Regions from separate parts of the Mus musculus genome. Here all the other regions are linked to region 6. Evidence: chromatin contacts called from public HiChIP or PLAC-seq and promoter capture Hi-C data. All regions are on one chromosome and are shown on one strand. The core of a region is the stretch at or near the end of the contact, and the rest is flanking DNA. Distances in the headings are between cores, read along the strand shown. Region 1 holds the start of Med11 (mediator complex subunit 11). Region 2 holds the start of Gp1ba (glycoprotein 1b, alpha polypeptide). Region 3 holds the start of Hes7 (hes family bHLH transcription factor 7). Region 4 holds the start of Pfas (phosphoribosylformylglycinamidine synthase (FGAR amidotransferase)). Region 5 holds the start of Zfp3 (zinc finger protein 3). Region 6 holds the start of Plscr3 (phospholipid scramblase 3). Region 7 holds the start of Pelp1 (proline, glutamic acid and leucine rich protein 1).

What was found. Promoter capture Hi-C pulls out the DNA fragments that hold promoters and counts their contacts. HiChIP or PLAC-seq counts read pairs in DNA pulled down with a chosen protein or histone mark.
Region 1: a contact with region 6 is called in a promoter capture Hi-C map of liver. The contact joins the promoter of Med11 here to the promoter of Plscr3 in region 6. A contact is called at or near these places in 1 of 39 promoter capture datasets (liver) and 1 of 115 datasets of contacts at active chromatin or transcription factors (astrocytes).
Region 2: a contact with region 6 is called in a promoter capture Hi-C map of the HPC-7 cell line. The contact joins the promoter of Gp1ba here to the promoter of Plscr3 in region 6. A contact is called at or near these places in 4 of 39 promoter capture datasets (the C10 cell line, the HPC-7 cell line and liver), 1 of 484 Hi-C or Micro-C datasets (CD4 T cells) and 1 of 9 other capture datasets (liver).
Region 3: a contact with region 6 is called in a promoter capture Hi-C map of embryonic stem cells, with 4 times the contacts expected there. The contact joins the promoter of Hes7 here to the promoter of Plscr3 in region 6. A contact is called at or near these places in 8 of 39 promoter capture datasets (3T3-L1-derived adipocytes, cranial neural crest, embryonic stem cells and 4 more), 1 of 484 Hi-C or Micro-C datasets (embryonic stem cells), 2 of 115 datasets of contacts at active chromatin or transcription factors (bone marrow-derived macrophages and pancreatic cancer cells) and 1 of 9 other capture datasets (adipose tissue).
Region 4: a contact with region 6 is called in a promoter capture Hi-C map of liver. The contact joins the promoter of Pfas here to the promoter of Plscr3 in region 6. A contact is called at or near these places in 2 of 39 promoter capture datasets (liver and pre-B cells).
Region 5: a contact with region 6 is called in an HNF4G HiChIP or PLAC-seq map of pancreatic cancer cells. The contact joins the promoter of Zfp3 here to the promoter of Plscr3 in region 6. A contact is called at or near these places in 2 of 115 datasets of contacts at active chromatin or transcription factors (microglia and pancreatic cancer cells).
Region 7: a promoter capture Hi-C map of liver shows a contact between it and region 6, with 4 times the contacts expected there. The contact joins the promoter of Pelp1 here to the promoter of Plscr3 in region 6. A contact is called at or near these places in 2 of 39 promoter capture datasets (hippocampal neurons and liver) and 1 of 115 datasets of contacts at active chromatin or transcription factors (pancreatic cancer cells).

The regions. Positions count from the first base shown.
Region 1 is chr11:70,450,519-70,453,218 of GRCm38.p6, reverse strand. It overlaps Med11 (mediator complex subunit 11), which reads right to left and starts at 1,301. Exons shown (of 3, transcript NM_025397.3): 1 at 1,156-1,301; 2 at 881-1,011; 3 at 1-117. The coding sequence starts at 1,240.
Region 2 is chr11:70,637,802-70,640,501 of GRCm38.p6, reverse strand. It overlaps Gp1ba (glycoprotein 1b, alpha polypeptide), which reads right to left and starts at 1,380. Exons shown (of 2, transcript NM_010326.3): 1 at 1,304-1,380; 2 at 1-1,098. The coding sequence starts at 1,092.
Region 3 is chr11:69,119,184-69,121,883 of GRCm38.p6, reverse strand. It overlaps Hes7 (hes family bHLH transcription factor 7), which reads right to left and starts at 1,431. Exons shown (of 4, transcript NM_033041.4): 1 at 1,369-1,431; 2 at 279-374. The coding sequence starts at 1,410. It also overlaps 9130213A22Rik.
Region 4 is chr11:69,007,061-69,009,760 of GRCm38.p6, reverse strand. Pfas (phosphoribosylformylglycinamidine synthase (FGAR amidotransferase)) reads left to right here and starts at 1,301. Exons shown (of 28, transcript NM_001159519.1): 1 at 1,301-1,358.
Region 5 is chr11:70,763,144-70,765,843 of GRCm38.p6, reverse strand. Zfp3 (zinc finger protein 3) reads right to left here and starts at 1,397. Exons shown (of 2, transcript NM_177565.3): 1 at 1,295-1,397.
Region 6 is chr11:69,845,210-69,847,909 of GRCm38.p6, reverse strand. It overlaps Plscr3 (phospholipid scramblase 3), which reads right to left and starts at 1,293. Exons shown (of 8, transcript NM_023564.4): 1 at 1,219-1,293; 2 at 835-1,002; 3 at 337-575; 4 at 211-253; 5 at 1-107. The coding sequence starts at 841.
Region 7 is chr11:70,408,768-70,411,467 of GRCm38.p6, reverse strand. It overlaps Pelp1 (proline, glutamic acid and leucine rich protein 1), which reads left to right and starts at 1,437. Exons shown (of 17, transcript NM_029231.4): 1 at 1,437-1,704. The coding sequence starts at 1,456.

The sequences.
Region 1 (2,700 bases), core at 52-2,551, 610 kb before region 6:
ACAGGTTCTCGCCACATCACTAATCTTGAGGCGGGCGTAGTCTACTCGCTTTAGAGCCATTTGACAGTCCTTCCTGGAAGAGTAGCTGGAGCCCTCATGCGGCTGCCCTGTGGCCACCTACAAGTCAGATCAATCAATGGGGTACTGCCTCTCTTTACCACCCACAACCGGGCAGTATTATTTCTCTGGTCTCACATCTTTCCCAAGTTTGATCTACATTAGTTGACTGGTAACTCAGTGTTCTAAGGCAACAACAACAACAACAAAAAAAAAAAAAAAAGAAAAAGCTTAACCACTGTGTGAACCTCATCTATGAAATAGGGACCACAGCGAATACTTCCTAGAGTTTTAGGATATGCCCAGCACACCACAGATGTCAGTAAACAGTAGCAGCTGGAGTAAAGACTCTGGAAGCCTCTTAGCGATGTCTGTCTTCTTAGTCCCCAAGCAAATATGGCCTCACAAGTTTCTGGGAACAACGTTCGGTAGCTTCAGTATTTATTTATTTATTTATTTTTATTTATTTATTTCAGTACCTGGGCCTCTTTATGGTAGGTAAGTGCTCTAACACAGAGCTCCAACTCTCTTTCTGACCTACTGGGTCTGAATTGCCCAGACAAGTTTTGAACTTGTGATCTTCCAGCCTCAGGCACTTAAGTAGCTCAGAATACCGGCCTGTGCCAGCTGGTATGCCTAGGGTATTGTTTATACACCCTAGACATTTTTAATCCTTTCCTTTTAGAGGACTAAACCAGCCCTGAAATGAAAGTACCTATCGCGTAAGAGGCAGTCTTACCTAGCTAAAGCTCAGGGAATCCCCAAGGCTAGGGCGTTGGTTCAGAGCTGGGGTCCCCGCCCAGCACCTTCTAGACACACCCACCTGAGTGAGGTAGCGGATTTGAGCGGATAGCTCTGCCTCCACGTGCTGCACAGAAGTGGTGAAGGCTGCCGCCTGCCGGTCGAGGAGCCGCTCGTTAGTCTTTTCCTTGGACAGTTCCAGGATCGCCGTTCCTGCCAGGGCGGGGAGAGGGCGATGTCAGACCCAGGCTTCAGACTCAGCCCCGCCCTAAGGCTAGCATTCAGGTCCCGCCCCAACTGCACGCAGAGTCCCGGGCTGGTCTTCACCCCTTGCCGTCTGCCCCTCGCTTCCCGAACCTGCGTTCTGGAGGATGGCGCCGATTTCACGCTCGATATCCTCCAGGGCGCGCAGCCGCTCGTTCGCCAGACTGTAGGTAGCCATCGTTCCAGTGGAAAGCCCCACAGGCCGTCTTTTGCGAGGTGTGGCGCCACAGCCCGGAAATGCCTGTTAATGTGCGCCTGCGCAGAGGCCACTGCAGCGAACACTACAATTCCCAGGATGCTCAGCGCGGCCTCGCCCTTCCGAGTCTACCTGGTCTAGTCTGACTGCCAGGGCGCTAATGCCAGGCCAGACAGGGGTGGAAAGAGGCGGTTATTGACTTGTTTTCTGACAGGATCTCAGTTTAGACCAAGTTGGCCTGGAACTCATAGAGATCCTCTGGTGTAATAGGTCTGTCAAAAATGAAGATAGTTTAAAGAGATACTTGTATCTCTTCAGTCTTGACTATCAGAACTTGTCTTCCAGAAAGAGATTTTACACAGTTCTAACAACTTGTCAGACCACTTTACAGGATGAGACTGAAGCCCAGATAATGAATAGTCAGTGATGGGTGTGACCACACACCTTGACTGAGGGTGGGGGTGCGGGTGGGGGTGGGGTACTTAGATGTGCACAACCTTGCTCTATTTAAACTTTGATGTTGCGTTAGCACCCTGAAGACTGACTTGAGGGGGCTTGCCGGATCTCTTTGTCACTCTTCCCAATGTGGCCACATTGGATACGTCTCCTTTTTTAACTTTCCATTTTTAATTGGCTTATTAAAGAAGGGTGGCCAGACATGACTTGGGCACTAGTCTTCCCCTCACCCCCTTCCCCACAAATTGAGTATCACTGCCTCTGCCTCCCTAAATACTGGGATTAAAGATATGAGCCACCACTGAAACAGCCCTGTGGCCCAAAGCCACTCAGACCTCTCTGATTTAGTTAACTGTCTGACTTACTGAATTTATAAGAATTTATTATTAAGCATTGGCCCTGGGCCAGGTGATGACAGTGGGAGTTCAAGTGGGTTCCTCCATACTGGGTAGTCATGGGCTCTTTGGTGGCCAACCTCTCCCAAGGAAAGCATGACATTCTCCGTGCCTAAGGCTTCTTCCTGATCCTGAGCCCAGCTCATTCTCATGTCCTGGTTCCTTCCCTCGACCTTTCTGTCTTTGATTATCAATTAGGTGTGCTAGGCTCTATGGATATAGAGATAAATGAAATGTTCTCTCACTCAATGGTGTTTGTTAGCTTATTTTATTTTATTTGGTTTTTTTGAGACAAGGTTTCTCTTTGTAGCCCTGGTTGTCTTGGAACTTGCTCTGTAGGTCAGGCTGTCCTCGAACTCACCAAGATCCGCCTGCCTCTGTCTCCTGAGTACTGGGATTAAAGGTGTGCATCACCACTGCCCACCAAGATTTATTTATTTAATTTGGTGAGTAAGGGTATTTTGTATCTGTATGTGTGTCTGTGAGTGATGTGCATGCATTGCTCATGGAGGTTAGAGAGGACATTGGATTGTTTAGAACTGGAGCTGTAGGCAGTTTTGAGGTACTGTGTGGTTGCTGGGAATTGAACAG
Region 2 (2,700 bases), core at 131-2,630, 790 kb before region 6:
CATGGTCTCTGGGAGTGTGGTGAAACCTGGGCTCTGTGTGTGGATGAATGTAGATTGTTTCTTAGTGGGTTTATGAGTTGGAGGCAAAGAAATCATTTGGCTGTCTTGAGAAGTAGAAGGTGCTGCGGCGAGTAGGCTCCAGTGGGTAGTATGAACTTTAGTGTTAGTAGAGAACTTGACCTCAGTTCTTGTGGCAGGGACGTCAGGGATATCATCATAGTCATCATAGTCTGTGTCACCACTACTAGTAGGGCAGCCCTTCCCTGGGTAGGAGTAGACAGGCGCATTGTCCAAGTTGGCACATCGTACACTGGCCACGTTAGGAGTTGTGTCCTTGACATCCACACCCTGCTTCCATAAGTAGACATTGTTGGCATTTTCCTGGAGCCAGTGACGGAAGTAGAGGATTTCACAATCACAGTACCAGCTGTTGGCGTGGAGAAAAACAAAAGGCAAGAGGAGGGTCCCAAAGAAGCCCTTTGGTATTGTGCGAAGCCAGTTCCTTTGAAGGTAGAGGGTATCAAGATCCTCCAGCCCATCTAGGAGCCCAGAGGGCAGCTCACGCAATTTGTTGTTGGCCAGATTGAGTTTCTTCAGCTTGGTCGTTGGCAACAAGAGCCCGGGGGGCAGACTCTTAAGATCATTGTTCTGCAAGTAGAGCTCTTGGAGTTGGCTTAGGCCATCCAGGACACCAGGAGACAGTGAGCCCAACTTGTTGAAGGAGACGTCTAGAGTAGTGAGTGCAGGCAATGCCCATCCTAGGGAGGGCAGGCTTTTCAGGTTATTATGGGATAAGTCCAGGTTTTCCAGCTTTATCAGTTTACCATTGGTCTGCAGGCTCGTCAGCTCACATCTATCCAGGTACAGATAAGTGAGGTGAGTGAAATGCACCAGTGATGCTGTGGAGAAGGTACCCAGTTGGTTCTCGCCCAGGTGGAGGATGCCTGTGTCTGCTGGCAGGTCTGCAGGCAGTGCTGTCAGCTTCTTGTTCTCACAGTTTACTTCCAGCAGGCTGGTCACTTTGGAGATACTACAAGTGTGCTGGGAATGCAAGGGACTTGGCAGCAGGAAGAGCAAGATGAGGAGAGCCATATGAACCTGTGGGCAAAGGGATGCCACCCATTACATCATTTTCCCAGCTTTTAGCCCTTCACTGCTGCAGTTCTTAGGATCCCATCTAGAAACAGCTTCCACACCTCCCAGACTTTTCTCTCCTTTTCCACCCCTGCCTCCAGCCCTTGGTTCTTATTCCCTCCTTAGAACCTTCTCCACCTCTGGTCCCAGCCCCAGCTTACAGTCAGACAGACAGTCCTTTGGAGGAACAGAGCTTCTTCCAGGCTATGACTCGGTCCTTCTCTCTACTAGCTGCAAGGAGAGCCAGCCCAAGAGCAGGAAGGAGATAGAGTTGGGGAGGAAATGACAACCTGATAATCAGCTCCTGTGACCCAGGGAACAGTCTCCCTTGCGGGCAAAGGCTCTTATCAGCTCTCTGCACAGCATTCCCCAAAGCCCTCCTTTTGGTTTTACATTCTCACTTTCCTTCCACCCCGGAGAGATCTAGAGACTTTGCAGCTACTAGCCACCAGCATTCAAAAGCTCCTTTGAGTGCTGCCTCTCTTCTCCATAGCAGTTCTTAGAGATGTCATGCTTCCTTACACTCCATGCCACCTTCCTACCCTAAGCTGAGCCCCTCCCGAATCTGGGGACTGCTGACATTCTAGTCTGCATCCCCTGGGCACGTGACTGGTATTCTCTAAACTGTTTTTGTAGCCTCCATACTCAGGACTATTCCTTCCTGGGGATGTGACAAGTGACACTCATTTTCTCTAGCCTGTGTGGTTGGTCCTTCTCAGACTCCTCTGTGGCTTCCTCTAGCTTTCTGGAGCAGTAAACCTGCTTCCAGAGGCTTCATAGGTTTTTGTATCATAACCCCATAAGTGCCTGGGAAATACTTTGCTGTGCATTTAATCACCACTTCTGCCCTAGACTTAAGTCTTTATCTCTAGTCTAGATCCTGTTTCCTGAGGCCTACATACTTAACATTAGATGCCACTTGGAGTTCTCTTCTTACATGTTCTTCAAGTATAGAAACAGTGTACATCACTGAGAGGTTCTGACAGGAAGGCCATGAGTTTGAAGCCAGCTTGAGCTACAAAAGAAGACCCTTCTCATTAAAACAACAATAATAACAATGACGACAATGACAACAACAACAAAATAACATCGAAAACTCAAGTATATTAAAAATCAAGTTCATTATGCAAATAGCTTCATCTGCTGGCCTGAGGTATAGGACTGTCTATAACACCAGTCCATGGGAAGCAGAGGCAGGAAGATCATGAGTTTGGGGCCATCCTGAGCTGTATACTGAGACCGCAAACCAAACAAAAAAGAAGCCCCATAAAAAAAAAAATAGCTTCTCCTCCTCTGTTGTCCACAGCTACTCAGTTACCTGGTCCTTTTAAACACTTCCTGATACTCCTTCCACCTTAACACCCTGCTATCAAATCCTCCTGATTTTAACTCTGGTCTCTTTGAAATCCTTCCATCTTCCACTCCCCAGCCCAAGGCACTATCTTCTTTGCTGCAGTAGCCTTCTGGTTGGTTTCTAAATTTTTTTAACTTCCCTTCTATTTCACCTAGGAGAACTGCAGATTTGCTAGTCTTTCAACTACTAGAACTCACCAGTGCCTCCTGACA
Region 3 (2,700 bases), core at 182-2,681, 730 kb after region 6:
ATTGATCAGGCGTGGGAGGTAGATAAGGAATTTTAGAAAACCCCAAGTGGGAAACTGACGCAGGCTGGAAGCTCAGTTTACCGAGCCAGACTGGAAACTTACAGACCAGCAAGGTGGAGAAGAGCAAGTTCTGAGAGCGAGAGGGGGTCTGGGATGGGATTTCAAGGAGCAGGCTTGGGTCCAGAGTCACCACTCCAGCTTATGTCCCCACCCCAGTAGAAAGCTCTGGGACACAGGTACAGAATGCTTAGGGGCCTGGGGCCAGCGGTGGAACTGACCTGGTCCCTGGTCCTCTCCAGGAGCAGCAGCCTCAGCTCTTCTAGGCTGCGGTTGATGCGGTCCCGGCGCCGCTTCTCCACCAACGGCTTCAGCATCTGTGACCAGCGGGAAAGGAAGAGCGGGCCGACCGGACCGAGACTCAGCGCCGCCGCGCAAGCGTCCGATCCTGCCGCTGGGAAAACCCCCCATGCGCCCCTTTCCCCTAATCCCAGGCTGCTTGGGTCTGGTCCATTCGTTTCCCTCTCACTCCCTGCTACTTCCCAGTCCCTTGGGTCGCTTTCCGTGGCTCGCCCACTTCTCCCTGCCCTTTCTGTGTTCAGCTTTCTCCTCTCTTCTCCCCTCTATGGCACTCTTCTTTTCTCTTTATATCTCTATCTTGTGTCGTCTCCCTCTCAGTGTATCACTGAAGAACTTTAGGGCCACTCTTTGCCCCCAGGCTAGTGAGCCGCGCGATAGAGACCTAAGGTGAAAGGCAGACACACAGTGCGACCACACCTCCTCTTCTCACTCAAACCCTTCACTCGTTCTCCTAATATCTCTCACCTGGCCTCGCACCTCCGGAACCAACGACTCAAAGGTCTTCTCTTTGAGTCAGATGTGGGTTCCCAGGCGCTTACAGACAGCGTCCATAGCCTTTCCTCTATTTTTGTTTCCACCCTCCTCCACCAGCTATGGCCTCTAGCTTATCTCATGTTATAGTATAGCTTCGTGGGGTTTTGTTTGTTTGTTTTATTTTGGTTTGGTTTTTGTTTGTTTGTTTGTTTGTTTTTTCGGTAGGGGTGCACTCTGTGGCCTCGAACTTGCGATAATCCACCTGCCCCAGCTTCCCGAGCCCTAGAATAGGCCACGATGCCCAAATTCTGGCACTTTCCTAGCCACAAGCCTTAGCCCACAATAATGCAAACCCCTAGACCTCCGCTTCCGCAGCCCGCGCAAGTTGGGCTCTGACCCTGCCCTCTTTATACTTTACAGGTTCTTTCGGTCTTTTCACTCTTGTGTCTCCATCCTCATTCCTAGCCCACAGAGTTAGAACCTTTAAGTCCTCTGGCCTGAACAGGGACCCTATTTCCCTCCCTTCCCACCTCTCACCTTGGGGCCGTCCCTATTCTCAGCTCGCTCCCGGGTGACCATTGCTCCTCCGGACCCTTCGGTGGACTCAGCGCGTGCTGCCTAGATCCTTATATCCCGCCGCTGCAGGGTAGGAGGGCTAGGGCCCGGCCCCGCCCCCTTCAGCCCCTAGATGCCCAGCTCAAGGACCCCGGCACGAGGCTCCCGGAAAGGCAGGGAGTGAAGGGGGAGGGGAAGGGGAGGAACTAGCCCCAAATGTGGGAAGTGAGGGGAGGAAGGGGCCACAGGCTGGTTTAAGGACCATAAAGCTGTATAATAAGGCGGGACCCAACTGGAGGGAGGAGATTATTAGGGGAAGAGAGTCTAAGTGAACTGGGAAGAAATCACTTAGGCATGAAATTTGGGGGTCTCCTAGACTAGTAGATTTCTTGGAGGTTCACTATAGCCCCACCAACCCTGAAATAAATGTTGGCATGCTTCTGCCTCCAGGCTGAATATTATAATCTTCTCCCAACCCCTAAAGGTGCAGAGCAGATCTACCGGATTCTACTGGCTGGCTGTGGGAAAAGACGGCGCCGTTGTATCTGTCTCTTCTACTCAATTCCCACAATAACTCCAGTACTTATCCCTGCAGACGTAGTAATAAGGAGAATCTGCCGCCAAACTGACTCTATAGATACTGTGACTTGAGTCCCCGGGAACAGATTTTCCTAAGGATGGCTGGACTAAGGGAGGACAAAGGAAACTTCTAGGGGGAAAAAAATCCTTGAAGTATACGTGAGTGAAGAAATCTTTCCATTCACTACCCTTGATCTTAGTTAGCCAAGAGGCCGAGAAGCGATACCTTTCCGTTTACAAGAACTTGGTTTAAAACTAAATTCAGGAGTACAGCTGGCAGGAAAACATAGAGTGCACCAGTTGGTGGGCGCTCTGGAGGCCTCTAGGGACTGTAGGGGAGCAGGGAGACGTGAGATTTGCTAAAGGGACAAGAAAGGTTTGGTTGCAAAATGGGATCTTCACCCACCTCAAACAAAGAGCATGACCTCTCAGAAGGATGGATATGTCAACACCTGGAGACTTCAGGGCGAAGTGCCTGAGAAGGTAAAATCGAAATTTAACACGACAAGAAGGCCTGGGGAAAGGACATAATAAAGACAGGGCTACAAACCGAGCCAGAAGATAGCTGTGGAGTCAGAGACAAAGTGGAACCCCTTCCCAGAGGCCCTCCACATCCTGAGAGGGTTTTCTGGCAAGAGGCTGCCTTGCCAAAGGCAGAGCAGGAGGGGCCCGGTACTTGAGAAAGGAGGCACCCATTTGGGGTTAGGGCCCTCAGTACATCCCACCTTCCCCTAC
Region 4 (2,700 bases), core at 52-2,551, 840 kb after region 6:
ATGAAGTCTTTACTTTCAGAAGACAGAGCAATATAAATAAATTTACCAGCTTAATAAAGAAAGGAGCTGCTGGAGAGATGGCTCAGCTGTTAAGAGCACTGACTGCTCTTCCAGAGGTCCTGAGTTCAATTCCCAGCACTCACATGGTGGCTCACAATCGTCTGTTATGAGATTTGATGCTCTCTTCTGGTGTGTCTGAAGAGAACAACACTGTACTCACATAAAATAAATAAATCTTGAATAAATAAAAGGAACCTAAATTTCATTTCCAAAATCTATTTAAACATTGTCTCTTGTTTCTTGCTGTTGCAGGTCTTAGGCTGGCTGTATTGTATTGCATAGGGTCTTTTAAAAGGCTGTTTTGTGAAGGGGGCAGTGGTTGCCCAGGCCTGTAATCCCAGTCTTGAGTCTCGGTGAGTTGGAGGCCATCCTGGTCTACAGGGCTAGTTCTGGGGCAGCCAAAGCTACACAAAGAATTTTCTTTCTTTTGTTTGTTTTGTTTTAAAAAGGGTTTTGGGGTACTTTGCCTAGATTTTACATTAGTCTGAGAATCTCAGACTGTTACATTCTATTAAGGTCAAAGTAACAGAAGTTCTAAATTAAATGACCTTGGAAAACCAATTTATCTTGCATAAACAAAGAAGGCAGAAGGGAGAAAAATACAGAGAGCCAAAACAGTTTTACACGTTAACTTTTTAAATGTAATTTAGGCTAGTGTACTGGATGGTTTTGTGTGTCAACTTGACAACAAGTTAAGAGTCACCTCCAGCCGTAAGGCACTTTCAGTGATCAATAAAATAACATTTTCTCAAGTGATATTTCAAATTCGAGGCGTCTTCTCTTTTTTGAATTTTGTTTTGTCTTTTTTTTTTTTTTAAGATTTATTTATTGTTATATGTAAGTACACTGTAGCTGTCTTCAGACACACCAGAAGAGGGCATCAGATCTCATTGCGGATGGTTGTGAGCCACCATGTGGTTGCTTGAACTCAGGACCTTTGGAAGAGCAGTCAGTGCTCTTACCTGCTGAGCCCTCACCAGCCCCTGTTTTGTCTTTTTGACAGAGGGTTTCTCTGTACATCCTTGGCTGGCCTCGAACTTGCTATGTGGACCAGACTAGTCTAGAATTCAAAGATACTCCTGTCTGCTCTGGCCTCCCAGTGCTGGGATTACAGGCTTGGACTTCTAAAAGAGATTCAGGTTTGTCACTCAAACAGCCCCAACCCACCGCGGGGAGCCTTGGCACCGCCCACAGCCGGCCCGCGCGAATCGCTTCTCCGGCGGTGGCGCTCTCTGATGACGTACAACGAGCGCGCGCCAAGGACTCGTGGGTCTCTGGCGCAAACTGGCGGGCTTCAGGTGAGTACAACCTACGCGTCCTTCCCTGAGTTCGCTTCCTGATGCGGTTCCATTGCTCACACATTCAAACCGAATCCAGGCCGCGTCGTTTTCCCCATTAGGGCGGGTTGGGTCCATCTGGATCCACATGCCTTGGGTAGAGCATCTGTTGGAGCGCGTGTTCTGCAGGCACTCGGTGTAGGTGGACGACCAGACTGAAATAGCCTCATCTCATGGTCTCATTCATCCATCCCTGAAATAGCCTCATCTCATGGTCTCATTCATCCATCCATTCATTCATTCATTCATTCATCCAACCATTCATTCATCAGAAAAATGTGAAGACCACCTGCTTTGTATCAGGCACCATACTAGTCGTTGGGAATACAGTGCCGAAATAAAACCCGGTTCCGATATTTCTGAAACTTACATTTCGCTGGGAATGATAGACGAAATAACTGCAGAGGGCTGCAGATGTAGCTCAGGGTCCTGGGTTCGAGTCTTACAACCTCATAAATCAGGTGTTGTGAAGAACACGAGAAATTACAGCACTCGAGGTTTTGGGAGTAGAAGGACTAGAAATTACCCTCAGTTATATAGCTATTTAGAGGTCAGCCTGAGCTAAATGAGACCCTGGGTGTTTCTCTGTGTAACCCTGGATGTCCTGGCCAGCCTTTAACTCAGAGAGATTCACCTGCCTCTGCCTCCTGGGATTAAAGGCATGTGCCACCTTTGCTTTTTTTTTTTTTTTAAAGGAGGACTGTATGGAGGCAGGGAACTGAGGTGTGATGGGAATAAAGGGTCTGTTCATTTAACAACTCGTGTGGTTGGTTGGTTGATTTTGTTTTTTTGAAACGGTCTCATTTTACAGCCCTGATTGACTTGCAACTCTATGTAAATCCTGAAATCCTGAGATTCACCTTCCTTTGCTGGGATTCAGAGCCCGTACCACCATGCCTAGCAGAGGCAAGTGTTTATTCATTAAGCCACCTCACCAGTGTAGAAGTCATGGTCTTTTCACTGTCTGTGGCAAATAGGATGTGGTTGTGCAGTAGTGGAATCAGACCATTGAAGAATTCGGTGCAATTGGGTGTGGTGATGCATGCCCCTAGGTAGGCTCCACATTAGAAGGCAGTGGCAAGAAGACTGATTTCCAGACCAGCCTGGGCTATATGATAACCTGACCTTTTCCTCATAAAACAACAGCAACAGAGAAAACAATACGCTGATCAGTCCAAATGAATGATAGTGGTGCCGTGGACTCAGGAGGTGATAGACCTGAAAAGGCAAGAGATTTAATGTATGTGTGGAAGTAGAGTTGTTATATGGAGAGTGATTATATGGAGAGATTGAGGGAAAAGAG
Region 5 (2,700 bases), core at 148-2,647, 920 kb before region 6:
TTGCTTTTCTCTAGGGCAGCGGTTCTCAACCTTCCTAGTGCCACTTCAACCCCATAGTACACACGTTGTGGTGACCTCCGACCATAAAATTATTTTCATTGCGTCTTCATAATTATAATTTTGCCATTACGAGTGGTAGTGTATATATTGTAAAGGGGATATTCAAGTCTCAGAGGGGTTGCACCTCACAGGCTGAGCACCACTGTTCTACAATGTGACCAAGGATGACATTCTACTCATCTTGTTAACCTCAGTGCTTAGCACATTTCTGATACCTGGAAAACATTAAGTGAGGTTTCTGAGCTATCTGGGTGAATGTCTGCAGTTGTTTTAAAGGTTAATTGAAGATTCCATTCACCATTGTCCCTAAAGAGACCAGAGCAGTGTCTGACAGATAACTGGTATCAACGTTTTATAAAAATAAGTTCTTAGCCGAGCACGATGACCCACACCTTTAATATCAGCACATGGAAGACAGAAGCAGATGGATCTCTGAAAGTCTTAAGTCAACCTGATCTACCTAGTGAGTTCAAGACTAGCCAGAGATATGTAGGGAGACCCTATCTCAAAAAAAAAAAAAAAAGTCAAACTAAGGCAACAACAAGAAAAGTTCTTTCTCCCAAGACACTATTTATCTTCCTCCTTTGGTATCCAGGATCAAGGGAACTCTGTCAATTCTGTGCTCAATTCAGTCTCATTTATGATTATTATTATTATTCTTAACTATGTGTAGTTGTGTGTTGCTACAGAGTTATAGATGTGTGTGCACATGAGTTACAGATGATACGAGGCGCCTGATTTGAGTTCTGGGAACCAAACTAGGGTCTTCTGGAAGAGCAGCAAGAACTACTGTGTCTTCTCTTTAGTCCCAATTCTATCATCTTTCTTTAACCTTAGTAAGCCAATGTCCTGCCTGCCAGCACAGGTCACAACATGCCACGGGGCCCCCAATTTTTGCCTGCTATTCGTTCTAGCAGTATACTTAGAGAATGAAATGAGAGAGAGAGAGAGAGAGAAGAAAAATAGGCATAGGTCTTTGGCATGCCCGTGTCGGAGCCTGCTTCTCCAGTTTCCCTGGCTGACAAGGCCTGCAAGCAGAATTAGGATCGGGCCCCTGACAGTGCCCAGGCTCCACCCTCTCCGTGTGCAAATGAGTAGGAGCCCCCGATGCCATAAAGTCCAAGGTCACACAGCAAACCCGAGTCAGGGGCGGGCCTACAGTCAGAACTCCAGCTCCAGGCCGGGAGCCCCGCGCCCTCCTCCCCCGGGCACGACGGAACCAGAGAGGCCTCACCGCTGGCGGATGCCGCCCACGCTCCCTCCGCCGGGCCCGAGGCGCTGCACCGCGGCGCGCACAGAACCGCAGCTGTTGTCTGGTGTCACGGGCGACCCACGCCGGCCACTTCCGGTACCGGGCGCACTGCGGCCAATCCGCGCGAGCCGCACTCGCGGGAGGAACAGGTGGCCAGCGAGCCCACGCCCCCATGCCCGTCTCAGCTTTCCCGTCTGCCGTTCTCGCCCACATTCACCCCATCTTCGCCCGGTCGGACAGGGCCGGTCGGCTAGCTGGAATGTCCCATGCACCTCGCGAAACCCACTGTGTCCCTTGACCACTGACGCGCAGGGTCCTCCCGGTTTCCTAGACGGGCCCCGGGGATGCACTTCCGCCCCGCAGCAGCCGCTCTGCGCGCCCCTGACGTTTCCGTGGGCTGGAAAACTCGAAACTCCGCCACGCTTCCCGCGGGGACGTGTCGAGCAGCCGCGTTTGTGCCTCACCTCCCGCTTTCCAAGAGTCTGTCAACTCCGGTTCCTAGATTTAGGGTGCGCCTGTCATCTTCTAGGAGCGAGGGGGGAGGGGAGGCCTGCTTTGAGGTCAGGAAGGCTTCAGGGAGTGATGCTTTGACAAAAAACTCAAGGTTGAGTGTGATTTCCGTTTTCCGCAGGCAATGGGAACTGCACTATTTGCTGGCCTTTCTCTCTTCTTGAATAAATTTGGTCTTTTAGCACAGCACGTATGTGACTATGAATGTGGTGATCCTCCTGCCTCAGCCTTCCAACTGCTGAAGTGAGCAACCAAGCCCAGTGAAGTAGATCTCTGTGTGGGGGAGGGAGAGGTTGAGGCAGTTAGGACTGGCCTTGAATTAATTATGCTCAGTGGTGGCCCTGGCTTGACTAATCACATTATCCCCTTCCTTCTGACTGGTCCAGAGGTGAACATTAGATACAAATAAGACTGAACAGTCCTTCCTTCCAGTTGCTATCTGGGAAGGTGGTGCAGTTTGAAGCAACATTTGTAAGGAATCAGGTCTTTTCTGAAGCCATGGTCTTTGTAATAGACCTAAACAAGGAGATCTGAACCGAGAAAAGGCAAAGGAGGCTGGGGGTGTGGCTTAGAGGTCGAGCACTTGCCTGGAATGTGCTAGGTAGGCCCTAAATTCAACCCCTAGTACTGTTAAACAAAATAAATAAATGAAATAAAAACAAGACATTTGAAGAAAAGGCAGGGGGGGTAACTAGTTTTGAGTAACTAGTTCTGAGGTAAGGGCTGGGGAGATGACTCATGGAGTTAAAGCACTTGCCATGCAGTGGAAGGACCTGAGTTCGAATCCCCAGAGCCCATGAGCAACTGTAATCCCGATGCTCCAAAATATAACAGTGCAGAATACACATGACTATTCCCAAAGGGAGAGATGGGGGCAC
Region 6 (2,700 bases), core at 44-2,543:
ACAGCACAGGCGGGCACAACAGTTGCTCTCTTCAGCTGCCTGACCCAGTTGCTGTCCGGTTCCGGAGCGAAGTTCATACATATTACAGGTCTCCCAGCCTAGGAACGCTGGGAAGGGCAACACGCTGAGGCTCGGGGGCCACCTGCCCAGAAGCTAACCACTGCCATAAAGATCATGAAGCCCATCTTGCTCCATCCATCTCCTACTCACTTTCCACTCGTTCAGCCTTCTGATGAATCAAGATTTGATCAATCTGTAAAGAGTTAAGAGCAGCGTTGACCTTATCCGTCACCTCGAACTTCAGTTCTCCTCCCAGCCATCCTCTCTCTCACTCACCTGCACTAGGAATTCGAGGCCAGGAGGCACCCCTGGCAATGGCACGAAAGGAGCAGGAGGCCCTGGAGCCACTGGGCCTGGCGAGGGGAAGAGAGCGAAGCCGGGAGCAGGGGCAGGCACCTGGGTGGGCACTGGAGCTTGTCCCGGTCCAGGATGCAGAGCCACCGGCTCTGGATACCCAGATGGCACGGGGTAGGGAGGTGGGGGTGAAGGGGCATAGCCTTTGGGGGGCAAGTAGCCTGTAGGGGAGCAGGAGTAGATTAGAAAGTTATCTGTGGACTCTTCTTTCACAGCCCAAGGACCAGGAGCACCCGCGGAAAACGTAAGAAGAGGCAGAGAATGATGGGGCGGAGGGGCAGGGCGGTGGCTCCCCAGGAGGAAGGGAGGGCCCCACGCAGCCAGTCTGAGCACATTCCTGGAGAATGTGTTCGACACCCGGCACCCAATTTCGTGGGGGCAGGGGGGAATAATGGAGACCCCAACCTAGCGTCAACGTACCTGCCATGGGAATCAGGAGGGGAGTCTTGGGCTTTTGGCGTAGGGGAGACTTAGTTCTGGAGTGGGACAAGCTCGGGAACAGCTAGACAGACACAGAAACAAAGACGGACAGGCAGAGGCGAAGAGGTAGCTGCGCCCAGTACGGGCCCAGGGTCTCTAGGGCGGCACCTAAGACTCGGGGAGAAACCGAAAGTGTCAGCGGGCGGGGCGGGGTACCTAGGACCCTGAATTTTCTTAGGGGCCCCAGGACCGCCCCCTCCCTTTGTTCTCCCATTTTTTCTACGGAGATGGCTGTTGGCAGACGGCAGGGCAGATGGTCCTGAGGTCAGACAGATGACCTGACCCCGAGGAAAGTCTCCTTAACCCCTCTATGGTCCGGCTCACCTGAAGCCCCCAGAATAAGTCGGGGGGCCACGCACTCCGGGGCTCACAGGCGCTGGTGGAGGCGGGCCCAGATCTGACCCCACCCCCGGGTCGCCTAAGTCCCGCCCCCCAGTCCGGGCGGGGCGACTGCGCAGAAAGCAGGCGCTTCTCCTCCCCCGGGGCCGCGGACCTTGGACCTTGTGCGCTTTGTTCACCGTGGTTCCGCCCCTTCCGCTCCGACTGCAGAGGCTTGGAGACCTGGCCTGTTGGAGGGTGATTGCGGCCCTATCCCCAGCAGCAAGACCCTCGCCTTTTCCGCGGGTTGCTGCTCTGCCTCCCCACCGCGTGGCTGCTCCGGTCCCCGGGATCCTCCTCCCAAGGGCGGGGCGGGCCTCGCTGACGCAGCGGAACACCATTCACACTCATTCCTTGCCTCCCAGACTTGGCTCGGTGTTCTTCTCAGGGCGACCTCGCTGTGTTCTCCCCCTGTCACAGCGTTGACCCACTCAGTCACCTCTCAGTTCAGGCACGCCCATTACACGCGTGACAGACTTTCAAAAGGTAACAGTAATGAATGTGCATGAGGTAAGGCTCAGGGAAAGACACTTGAACAGAACAGGCCCTCCATTCCCCAGTATGGAGGCAAAACATGCAATCCCAGCGTTTGGGAAAGGAGAGGCAAGAGGAGAGTCACAAGTATGAGGCCAGTCTGTTTTACATAGTTCCAGACCAAGTCAGGGCTACAATAGGGAGACTCTCTCAAAAGACTCCTTTCCTCAAAAGAAGATAGCATAGTATCTGGGCAGGTGTGGAGGATCGCGAGTTCCAGGTCAGCTTGGGAGTGACCTGGGTCACTAGGGGAGATATTAAAGAAACAAAGCCGAAACTAGCCCATCACTTGTGCCTGGGTCTTAACTTCCTATCAATTGTATATTAGTGCTTGGGGTGCAGACTAGGGATTCTTAGAATTCTAGTTTTTATTGTACAGCCTAAACTGAGAACTACTGTGTCAGAACAACCCAGGAGGCTGTGGGCAGGCCAAGGTAAGGGAGAGGTTCTTACAGAAATCTGGTCCTACTGTGGTGGATTGCACCAGAGACCAGGGCAGTGAGGCAGTGTTGATGTGTATATGAGGGAACATGACTTCATTATGCCTCAGAGATAGGATGTAAGGAGAAAATTGCAAGTTGAGTCATGCTAGGCCTCTGAGACCCTTCTGCACAGCACAGACCCCTCCTCCCCCTTGCCTTGCTGTGCTATGTCATTTACTGCCTGCCCGTGCAATCCCTGGCTTCATATATCTTGGTCTCTCTGTTGACCTTTCACCTCTAAGATCCCGTTCCTTTGGGGGTACTTCTTACTAGTGCTGAAAACCCAGCAAATGAGCGGAAGGAAGCTTTAACTGTCCCCAAATGCCAAATAAGCCCACTTCAGTGTAAGGTTGAGCACAGAGCAATGGGTGGTCTTACCAACAAGGGCCATGTTTCCACTGCTGAGGTCTGC
Region 7 (2,700 bases), core at 188-2,687, 560 kb before region 6:
ACTGAGCCATATCCCCAGACCCCATCCTTAATTTCATAGGAAGTTACCTTCAAGGGGAGGTTACCTTGACTTTAAAAGTGTGTGTATGTGTATGTGTGTGTGTGTGTGTGTGTGTGTGTGTGTGTGTGATAGAGATTGGAAGAAAAACTTTTCTAAGAATGGCAACAAGCCTGTCGGCAAAATTGGAAGTCTGTGCAAAGGCCTTGGAATTGATGTTGCTGGAGGATAGAAAGAAGGCTAGTTTAGTCCAAGACTAGGAGAAGAAACAAAACAAAACAAAACCTCAAACATCTCTCCACCCCTAAAACAAAACAACAAAAGACCAGAGGAAGAAAGAAGTGCTTGTACAGCCTGAGGTCAGGTGGTATAGATTCTAGTCTGTGTAGGGAAATATTCTTATCTTTTTTTGTTTGTTTTTTTGAGACAGGGTTTCTCTGTGTAGCCCTGGCTGTCCTGGAGCTCACTTTGTAGACCAGGCTGGCCTTGAACTCAGAAATCTGCCTGCGTCTGCCTCCCAATATGCTGGGATTAAAGGCGTGTGCCACCACCACCCAGTTAATATTCTTATCTCTAGAAGCTACAGAAGGACTCTAAACTGGGAAGGACAAGCTTTCTTGGCTCCAATCTGTAATGTCAGCATTTGAACTTGTGAGCCTGAGGCAGGAATATTGCCACATCATGTCTGAGGCCAGCCTGTTAAAAAGCAAAAACAACAAAACAAAGAACTGGCTTATATCAGAAAAGCCCAATTCGGCTTTTGTGTGGTGTACAGACTGCAGAGGGAGGAAATAAGGCAATGCTGAGGCCTTTGAAAGTGATAGGTTAGCCGGGCGTGGTGGCGCACGCCTTTAATCCCAGCACTAGGGAGGCAGAGGCAGGTGGATTTCTGAGTTGGAGGTCAGCCTGGTCTACAAAGTGATTTCCAGAACAGCCAGGGCCCTGTCTCAAAAAACAAAACAACTGTGTATAGTAATGTAAATACACAAATGACTGTGGGTGTGTCTTGGGGACAGAGTGACACCTCTGCTACTTTGTGGCATGTGCACTGTTTGAGCTTGTTTTTCCATTGTTGGAAAAGCAGTTTAGAACGTTCCAGATTTCAGACTTGGGGTTGGCTCCTTAGATAGGATTACTAAGCCCAGGGAGAAGGTGACCAGAAGCCACGCTGGACTGAGATCTTTCAGACTCCCGCGCCTTTCCTGCAGACCACGTGTCCGGCCTGCGCAGCAACGCCTCCGCCCCGCCCTACAGCGCTCAGCCCGGGTTAGCAGTTTGCAAGCCGCCCCAACGCTGGCGCTCGCCCACATTGCGCATGCCCCCTCCTGCCGCAGGGCGCCAGCCCTCATTCATCCAGCCCAGCAGGCCGCAGCCCCCTCCTCAAGACCCCTCCCCGAGCGGCGTGCGTCGCACTTATGTTTGCGTCATCACGCCACGCCATTGCTCGAGCCTGTGAAGATGGCGGCGGCCGTTCTTAGTGGGGCCTCTGCGGGCTCCCCAGCTGGGGCTCCTGGCGGGCCCGGGGGTCTCTCTGCGGTGGGATCCGGCCCGCGTCTGCGTCTGCTGCTGTTAGAGAGCATTTCCGGGTTGTTACAGCCGCGAACGGCGTCCCCCGTGGCCCCTGTGCATCCCCCAATCCAGTGGGCCCCGCATTTGCCCGGGCTCATGTGCTTATTGAGGCTGCATGGGACGGCAGGTGGGGCGCAGGTAAGTCTGTGGCTCCCGCGGTCACCGTGGAAAGGCTGGTGAGGCGGCTGGGCACCGTGGTCCCGCCTTCCTGAAGCTGACACTGGAGCTGTGAGCTCGAGGAGAGCCGAGAGTGGAGAATAGAGCCACTTAACCATTGAGGACGCGATCCACAGACTTCATTACCTGCGCGTTCCCCAGAGCAGTATTAGGCCCCTTTTCTGTTAGGTCATTGATAAGCACAAAGCAATGAAGGGGCTCGGTTCCATCCCAGGTCCCCTGACTAGTTCAGTCCTCAGCGAAACTTCTTTTGGCGGCGTTTTCCCAGGGTAATTGAACACAAACATTTACTAGCTCTCAGCCAAGGGCCTACCCCTTCCTACTCGGCGCTCCAATTCCAGTCATAGTGGCGATGAGCAAAATGCCATAACACGAAACTAAATCTGGTATGAGTTTCCTAAACCGGTGTAGAGAGAGTATTTAGAGATTTCTCCAAAAGACCTGGAGTTTAAGATGAACAGGGGTTAGGTAGTGAAAGAAAATTAGAAGGGGTAGTTGAAACGTTAGAGGAACACTCGTGTAGGACGGGTTGGAAAATGAGGGCAATGTTTGGGTTCGGGGTTTAGGTGGTTAAAGAGAGTGGGTAGAGTTGAGGCTGGTGAGGTAGGCGGTAGACAATATGTTGTCTACCTGGTTAGGAGCCTGTGCACAAAATATTCACATGCGTTCAGTTCCTACAAGCTAGAAACCCAAGTGCCATCCTCGATATGTGGTTTCTTACACACTTCCATAAGCAGTCTGTGAAGTTCTGCCTTTTTTTTTTTTTTTTTTTTTTTCTTATGGAGGCAAAGTCTCACTATGTGGCTCTGGCTGGTCTGGAACTATGTAGACCAGGCTGGCCTAGAACTCCCCGAGATCCAGCTGCCTGTGGCTGGGCATCCGCCATCTTGTTCAGCTGTATGTGTGTTTATGTTAGTGGTTATGGGCCAAGGGTAGCAACGGTGCACACATCAAAGT